Linked DNA regions of Mus musculus: all the other regions are linked to region 3. A link is a contact called in public HiChIP or PLAC-seq data. All regions are on one chromosome and are shown on one strand. Each heading gives the region's core, a stretch centred on a gene start, on an enhancer-like site or on the middle of the called end of the contact. The rest is flanking DNA. Distances are from core to core; before and after follow the strand shown. Region 1 overlaps Gm38906 (a long non-coding RNA gene). Region 2 has its middle 16 kb from the start of Clec2m. Region 3 holds the start of Cd69 (CD69 antigen).

Evidence for each region. HiChIP or PLAC-seq counts read pairs in DNA pulled down with a chosen protein or histone mark.
Region 1: a BATF HiChIP or PLAC-seq map of CD8 T cells shows a contact between it and region 3, with 35 read pairs. The contact joins the enhancer-like site here to the promoter of Cd69 in region 3. A contact is called at or near these places in 2 of 39 promoter capture datasets (cranial neural crest and macrophages), 1 of 15 datasets of contacts at CTCF or cohesin (CD8 T cells), 1 of 484 Hi-C or Micro-C datasets (CD4 T cells), 1 of 115 datasets of contacts at active chromatin or transcription factors (CD8 T cells) and 2 of 9 other capture datasets (adipose tissue and liver).
Region 2: an H3K4me3 HiChIP or PLAC-seq map of the 230-238 cell line shows a contact between it and region 3, with 127 read pairs. The contact joins the enhancer-like site here to the promoter of Cd69 in region 3. A contact is called at or near these places in 10 of 39 promoter capture datasets (the C10 cell line, the HPC-7 cell line, HPC-7-derived erythroid cells and 6 more), 3 of 15 datasets of contacts at CTCF or cohesin (CD8 T cells, large pre-B cells and pro-B cells), 91 of 484 Hi-C or Micro-C datasets (the 63-12 cell line, B cells, the BV-2 cell line and 58 more), 24 of 115 datasets of contacts at active chromatin or transcription factors (the 230-238 cell line, CD4 single positive thymocytes, CD8 T cells and 16 more) and 4 of 9 other capture datasets (adipose tissue, liver, macrophages and 1 more).

What each region holds. Positions count from the first base shown.
Region 1 is chr6:129,215,035-129,217,734 of GRCm38.p6, forward strand. All of the region lies in intron 2 of Gm38906 (a long non-coding RNA gene), which reads left to right. Among named protein-coding and RNA genes, the nearest start is that of 2310001H17Rik, 22 kb to the right of the region's middle. Within about 2 kb of position 1,432, at least 117 of the 459 cell types and tissues checked have an H3K27ac peak or open chromatin away from gene starts, as enhancers often do. A contact at or near this core is called in CD8 T cells, adipose tissue and macrophages, where this site is marked.
Region 2 is chr6:129,314,585-129,317,284 of GRCm38.p6, forward strand. No RefSeq gene overlaps it. Among named protein-coding and RNA genes, the nearest start is that of Clec2m, 16 kb to the right of the region's middle. Within about 2 kb of position 1,312, at least 39 of the 459 cell types and tissues checked have an H3K27ac peak or open chromatin away from gene starts, as enhancers often do. A contact at or near this core is called in the 230-238 cell line, the 63-12 cell line, B cells and 20 more, where this site is marked.
Region 3 is chr6:129,274,029-129,276,728 of GRCm38.p6, forward strand. Cd69 (CD69 antigen) reads right to left here and starts at 1,341. Exons shown (of 5, transcript NM_001033122.4): 1 at 1,194-1,341. The coding sequence starts at 1,257.

The DNA of each region.
Region 1 (2,700 bases), core at 182-2,681, 59 kb before region 3:
ACAGAAAGAAAATAGTTTTCACAATGACCCATAGACCTTCCATTAAAACTGACCATGCCATTGGCCGTGAAGCAAACCTTAATAAATTGAAAAACAACAAAATAAGTCCTCAAGTATTTCTAGGCGACAGTGGGATGAAACTAGAGGTCAATAGCTAGACTGGCCTCAGAAACACACACACATACTTCTGAGATAGAACAACACAACACTGTTTTGAACAATGGGCTGTTGATGAAACCAGGGAGGAATTGGAAGAGTTCCCAATATTCAATGGAACTAGAACAAAGGGATAGGGAGATGACTTAGTGGGTAGAGTGCTTATCCTGTGAATATGAAGTTCTGAGCTCAAATCCCCCAAACTTAAGTAAAGCCAACCTCTGTAGCATACATGTGAAATCTCAGTACTCCTATGGAGAGAGGGAAGGCAGACAGGAAAATCTTCAAAGCCTACAGGCTAGCTAGCCTTGCGTACATGGTGGGGAAAAACAAAGAGACCTTTGCCAGTAGCTACAGCATCTTCTAAATCACTGCTCACCTTTAGTCTTTATGCTTTAGAAGGCATAGTCACTGTGGCAGCACAACACACATGCATATAATTGGAGAGATAAAGACAAAAGAGACCTTTGCCAGTGGCTACACGTCATCTAACACCCCTCACCTAGTCATTGTGGCAGCATAACACACATGCATATATTTGGAGAGACATGGTCTGTTTGGTGGACTAGTCCCAGGATGCTCCTTCCTGTGGTAGTCATAATTTGTCTTATATTAAGTGTCTTAATATATTTTCTCTAGTGTTAAATTCTTTGCTATTCAAATGATCCCAGTTATTAGCTATAGGCTGAAGCTCTTTTCCATCAGATGGAAGCCAAATCCAAGGGTAGTGGTATCCCTTAGTATCGGTGCTGTGAGTTACTGTTCTTTCTTCACAGCATAGTCTCTGCATTGCTTCAAAGACTGAGTTGACAGGAGGAGGTGGTCATAGAAGCTCGACAGTCGTCTCCTAGGCACAAGAGTGACAACTATCCAGAAAGACTTTTCTCATTCTGGACAAGCAGATCCTTTTGCTTGTTTATGAGAGGAATGAGCCAGAAAGGCCTGGCCAAGAAAATGTCACTCCCTTCAAAATATAGGCCAGCCAACTAATTCTTAGTAAATGGAAGCTAGGTAAACGACATATTCTACATACTTGTAGGACCTTACACACACACCAGGGCAAGGGCATTTCTCTCAGAGGGTATTATAGCATATGCCTTGTTTTATTTACCATCCAGAGCATTTGAGAGCTGTATTTCAGTTGCTGCTTTTCCTGTAACTGATACATAAGGAAATGCAAGACAGATGAAATCCAAGAAGCTGGGTGTGTTCTGTGCTTTGGCAGCACAATGTGATCTTCTGTTAGGCTGGTGACACAGAGTCAGATATCTTGTGGCCAAGAGCCATAGCAATGAGATATAGCTGAGTCAGACGTATGATCAGCAGCTGATCCTCTTCTGAGTGATCTGTTGACAAGCAACAATGTTGAGCCGATGAAGCAGATTAAATACAGGCCAAGAATCTACAGCATTATCAACTTATCCCCAAGTTCAAGCGACAGATAGTATCACTTTGGACTGAAGTTCTGCCTTTTGGTCATATCTGCCTTTTGGTCATATCTGCCTTTTGGTCATATCTGCAGGCATTTTTGACATCCTATTGGAGATAATACATATAATATTTAGGAGTGCTGAAGAATAAATTAGCACTATGTATGAAGTCAGTAACATTTCAAACTAATGCAAGCTAGAATGATGGTGGAGTAGAGGTGTCAAGAATCTGTCCTGTCTAACGATTCATGTCTCATAGTCTGTTTGAAGTAAGTCCAGTGTTTTTCATCTGATCAGCATGCTGACCTTAAAGCCATCATAAGTTTAAAATGTCATTTGGATACTTTATCTACTGAGCACCATAGCTAAGCCACACAGTGTAGTGTCTGTTGCTGGTCAGATGGCTGATGAGGAGGTGCAACTGCAGTGCCTAGTGTCCTGAGAACGTTCCTGCCTCATGTTACTAGCCTGCAGTAGTGGCATATGCCTTTAATCCCAGCACTTGGGAGGCAGAGGCAGGAGGATTTCTGAGTTCGAGGCCAGGTCTACAGAGTGAGTTCAAAATCCAGCATTTGAAGTGTAGTTTCAATTGAAGCCCATGACTTTGGTTCTACCAGAAAGTCCACAGTCATAAGTTAAGTCATGCTGAGCTGAAGAGTACCTGTGTGTTGGACATCTTGACTATAACTTGTACCTTGAGTCTTAACTGAATACTTGTGGCAGCAAGCACATATTTCTTTGAATACATTTTTCTACTTTGATAACTTTGTATTTGTGTATATTTTGGTTACACTTTAGTGTACTCTCCTACAGGCTATGATTCCATGAGCCTCTGGAATGTCTGTTTGCATTTCCGGTGTAACAGCAGGAGTCTAGAGAGCAATGAAGACCTCTTTCTTCGAATATCAGAACTGAGTATCTGATTTTTGCTACATTTGCTTTCTCAGAGACAGACAGAAAAGACTGAAGTGGATTGAGTTTAAAGGATTTATACTCCTTTTTTTTTCTACTCTGGGAAGGAAGGATTCCAAGGGGATTTTTTTTTCAGATAGACAGATAACTGCAGAGACAACAGAACAAAATTTTAAGGGCCATGTGAAAGCAATGTGTATTC
Region 2 (2,700 bases), core at 62-2,561, 41 kb after region 3:
GATACTCACCGTCTCATCCTCCAATGGTGTTAAGTAGCAAGTAGAGATGTTGGACATCTCTATTTGCCTGCAACTGTCTCTCTCGGCCTTGCGTGTTGGTATTAGGAACCCATTTTAAATTGTCATCCTGTATCAAATCTCCACATGTGACTTTTTTTTTTTTTTTCTGGAGAACTTGACCTGCAGTGAGGAGAAATATTGAGGAACAGCCTAACAAACAGTGAGCTGTTACCTGTGAAAGGCTCATTTTTGCATGATGATGTCATCTTTACTCCCTGATAGCAATTACCAAAGGCTGCCACAGAGGAGTGCTGAACTTTCCTCAACCTAAAAACCTCAATAACAGTTACTTCTTCCATCCTGTGAACCTAGAACTTGGAGATAATTGCCCTAAATGTTTTCATTCTTCAACATACAAATGATAGTGAACATTTTCTGTGAATCCTATCACATTTATAGAAATCACCAATGTCTCAGGCAAACGAAAAACAAGAAATGCTATTTAACATGATGAGCACACATGGATTTTAATTTATCTCATCAGCAACATCACCTGTCTATTTTAAGGTAAAAAACCTTGAACTGAGGAAGGGCATGATCTCATCGGCAGCCTCTACTGGCTCTAATGTATGCATCATAATTTTTGTCTTAAAGAGAAATAGCAAAAAAGATACTAAAAGGGGAAATTTTCTTAATCTGACTATGATAGCTAAAGTGGTGTGTGTGTGTTTATTGACTTGACTGATGGTTGTACTGAGCAGAGTGTGTGATTCAGTGATTGAATAAGTGAGCATTTCACACCCAAGACTACAATAGAGTGTACTAATATTAAATTAATGCCAACATAGGAACTTTTTTGTTTGTCTGGGTTAAATATAAAAAATCATTATTGTCTTATGTTTCACAAAAAATATTTAAGAGCCAACTCTGAGAGATGAGCCTCCCACAGTGTGTGCCTGCTATGTGTTCCTGTAGACTGATTTTTAAATACAAACATCTCATATACCTTATCCTATCTACAAAGTTCTTGCAAAATGATGGAACTATACAAGGCTATATTAAGGTTGTAGGCATTAACTTAGCAAATAACAAAGTTTGCTAAGCCATTATATAATAAACCATATTTTAACTAATATATGTAAAATCTTTGAAAATTGGAATAACTTTTTTTTCTATGCTGGCTTTAGGAAAATTCACCTTTTACTTTTCATTAAGATTTCAGAACTCATTTATGGTTGAATGAGGATGTAAGCCCTGCCCTATGTGGCTGTTTCCTCTTCAGTCTCTTTTCATTTCACCACAAACGCTATGTCATTTATCAGAAGTTCAGTTAAGTTCTTTTCTTAGAAACAAGAAGTCACAAAACTGAAGGGTACTTTTGGAGGTCTTATGCATTTACATTAAAAAAATTCATTAAAAATTTAAACATATCTGAAGGAGACTATATGTAAGTCTAACCAGATAATACCCTAATACAAAATATATACAAATTCAGCCAATAATTGAATTAATTTAAGACAGTGTTGTGTTTTATAAAAAAGAAAGAAAGAGTCAGGATATGTTTAGTAGAAATGTGGTGAGGTGGAAGGGGAGGGAGGAGAGGGGGAGAGAGAGGGGGGAGGGAGAGGGAGAAGGAAAGGGAGAGGGGGAAGGAGAGGGAGAGGGAAAGGGAGAGGGAGAGGGAGGAAGGAAGGAGGAGGAAGAGGAAGAAGAAGAGGGAGAGAGAGAGAAGGAGGGGGAAGGGGAGGGAGAGGGAGGTTGTCCAGGAACATGTGGAGAGAGGGGGAAGGAGATGAGAGAGGGAGAAAGGGCAGGAAGAGAAGGAGCAGAGAGTAAGAGAATAAGAGTAGTAAGAGGGTAAGAGAGTGAGGAGGGGGCAAACAGCCCCTTTCATAGTAAGCCAGACATACTTGGCTGTTACAATTTTCAAACTGTGGGGTGGAGCCTAGAAGGAATGCTGACAGAATGAGAAAGTTTACAAGGAGTATAGTACAGGTATTAGCGACTGCTGACTGTAATCCTAGGATTACAGATGGGTTATGTAGTTCCAAACCATCTTTGACTGTATAATGAAACTCTGTTTCAACAGAAAACAAACCAAAACCAAAACCAAGTCACAAATGGTATGAGGATGGTTGGGCTTCAGAGATGGCTCAGTTACTAAAAGAACTTAACTTCCCAACACCCATGTTGCTTAGCTCATAATTACCTGCAGCTCCAGCTCCAGGGGGATTTGATGCCTTTGTCCTCTGTGGGCGCCCACACCTGTATGTGCATACTCACAAATGGTCTATATACATATACATAATCTAAAATAATAAAAATAAATCTTAGAAAATAGATTTATTCTATGTGTACCTTTCCTCTTCATGCAGGAATGTTGAATGTCGCCAAAATATTTATTGTGGTGTAAAAATGTGGCCAATGGTTTAATTTCTAACAGAATCTTCATTTCCACCTAGAACCTCCTCATAGTCACAGTTATTCCCATTTCCTTCATCATTCTTGTCTTGTGAGGACTCAAATAAGCAATTATTAGGCTCTGCTTTGCTGCACTGTGAGTTTTCTCCACCAAATTATTCCAGACTTCTGCCAATTGGCTCAAAAATTTGATCCATATTGTCAGGTATAATCATAGCAACCACTCCACTTCAAAGGAAGCTCAAGTTACATAACAGACATTGTGTGGAAAGAAGGAAG
Region 3 (2,700 bases), core at 91-2,590:
TGTTGCTAAGGTCATGGCCGTGAGAACATAAGTTAAATATACAAAGGTAGATGGAGCTGACCCCAGGCCAGGTCAGGAATTTCTGCATTTGGTCTTTCCTTCATTCCACTATTTATTATAGTTTCATTATTATCTGCTTTTTAAAAAAAATTTAAGTGAGACATATAGGTATGGGTTGCTTAGGTATCTAAAAATGAATATTGTAGACTTTATATCTATGTTTTTGACTTCATGCTCTCAAAGAAGGGATGAGATTTTAAAGGTAACTGAGACTTTTAAAAAATTTTTTATTTTTAATTTTTTTACACAACAAGACAACTTGACAGAGAAACTCAGAAAATAATTCGTTCCTCACCAACTATCTTGGCGGTGTTGGTCATAGCAAATCCCTTTATTAACTGGATCGCTCGTGCTTTCAAATAACTCTCATTCCCAAGTGCTAAGTGCTGGAGGGCTCCTTACAACTCAGATAGAAACAGACAGAAGAGACAGAAATGTGAAGGGTGATCATGCTTTTGTAAAAAGGAAGAAAAATATATAGTCATAGAATTTGAAGTGATTCATTGGAGGAGAGAGACAGAACAAAATGTAAGGAGGAGATTCCATAGGTCTCTGCAGAAGATGACATTTTAATGACAGGGTTACATTCTAATGCATCACCATATGACACTGCACATGTTCAGGTGTGTGTAATGCTGTTTTCTCTGAGCCTGGAGACCCGAATGCTGCTAACCACTGGAGGATTCATGAGGAGAACACTAATGAGGGAATACACACAGAAAGCAGGCAAATGGATAAGGAAAGAGCAAGAACGTAACTCTTTGTGTGAAAAACAGAGTTCTTCATAAAGAAAAGGATAAAACTTACTGATGATGGTGGTTATGGGAAAACTATAGAGAATAACTAGGTCAAGCCAGGCAATTTATCATTTATCATTTAAATCCACGAGTTGAGATGTTACAAATCTATTCAAAGGAAAAGTCCTTTCAAGATCATCTGAAAGTCATATAGCTCTCTCTCATACAAGTATCTTGTCTTCTCATAGCTAGAGAGGTATTTACCTATGCCCAGTTTCTCTTTTACTGATTGAAACAGAACATAACCAAGTCCTCTGATAATCTCTCCATTCTCCGCTCTATTCCACACATCAAATGTAGAGATCATTCCAGAATGTAAGAAATCACATGACTTACCCTTCTGCCCTCTCTCCAGATGTGAAGAGCTATTTTCCGTTATAGAACAGTTTTCAGAATCCATCCTTTTTAATTTTTTTCCCCTCAAGGTCCCTGGCGACTCTCAAGTGGTCCACGGAGAGATGTAGCTGGAGCTGTCTTGTTCAGTGTCTTGATCTCGGAGGATTTCAGCCTTTATACTCGATTAGGCTCCACCCCTTCCTCCTACCCTGTACTCACTCAACTCAGCCAGTTCTCTTTAATTTATGCTCCAGCGGCCTAGACACTTCACCGTGTGTTGTTGTGGTGAGCTGCGGGTTTTCCCTGCTGTCTGAAATGTGCTTTCTCACAACTGTAGCTTCAAGAGGAAGAGATAAATGGGATTTTCCCAGAATCGAAGACATCCTTCCACAAACTTTTAAAAACACAAATAACTTAGGAAATGGTATAATCTAAACAAGGAGCTAAAAGTTTGAGATTGCTGTATTTGACATGGAAAAGCACTGGAAGAGAGAGTAAAACTTTTTCATGCAATCCTTTGCATTGGTTTCTTTGTATATGTAGGCAGGTACAGGCATTTATTGAATACCCATTATGTACCAGGTGCTGTTGGTGGCCAGAAGATGTACTGTTGAGTAGGGATTTTAAAATCTCTATCTTTGTGGCTCTCTCTCTCCCTCTCTCTCAATTGGACAAGTTTTATTTAGTTAATTATGGATTTAAAACGTGTGGCATTCACTTCTTTTTTCCCCAGAGACTAGTTCTTTCAAGTGTCAGGAGTTGCTTTAGTGCAGGAAACAGAAAGCTTGTGGTCTGAAACTTCCTCGGTGTGATCTAAAACTGTTTCTCTTCAGTTATCTATTTCATCATCCCTTGCTCATTTTCTTGTCATCCTCCACTGTCAAACTTACTTTGTCTCACTGCAGAATATCTCCTTCTATTTCCCCATGTCCTTTTCAGGTGTCTGTGGCCTCGGATATTTGGAAGATGATCCCTATACACATATCTTCCCATGATATCCATCTCATTCAGATAAGTTATTGAGCACCACATAAATGCAGAAAATGTCTGTTTTGGTAAGTCAAGTGTGAGGATCTTAAAAAATTACAAGCATGATTTCTTACATTCTGGAATGATCTCTACATTTGACATATGGAATAGAGCAGAGAATGGAGAGATTGTCAAAGGACCTGGAGTAAAGTTGTCTGGTTTGCCTTTGTGAAGATATAATGCTTAGGTTGCTTGGAAGGTACCGGCACAGACAACTGAGGTGAGCCAGCAGGTGGATTTGTCTGCTTGAGACACAGACAGGTACATGCTGGTCCTAATGTGCCTTTTTGTTCTCAGTATCTTTCCTGCACAGCAGCTGGGATGAGATTAAGTATGTCATATCATCTTGTTGAGAACATTCAGCTCACCAAAGGCTTCCTAATAAAGGTTCCTTAAAATCCAAAGACCTTACAGCCAAGAAGAACCTCTACATTGGCCTCTGGGCACTTCCTCTATTACTTTCCCTCTACAACAGAGA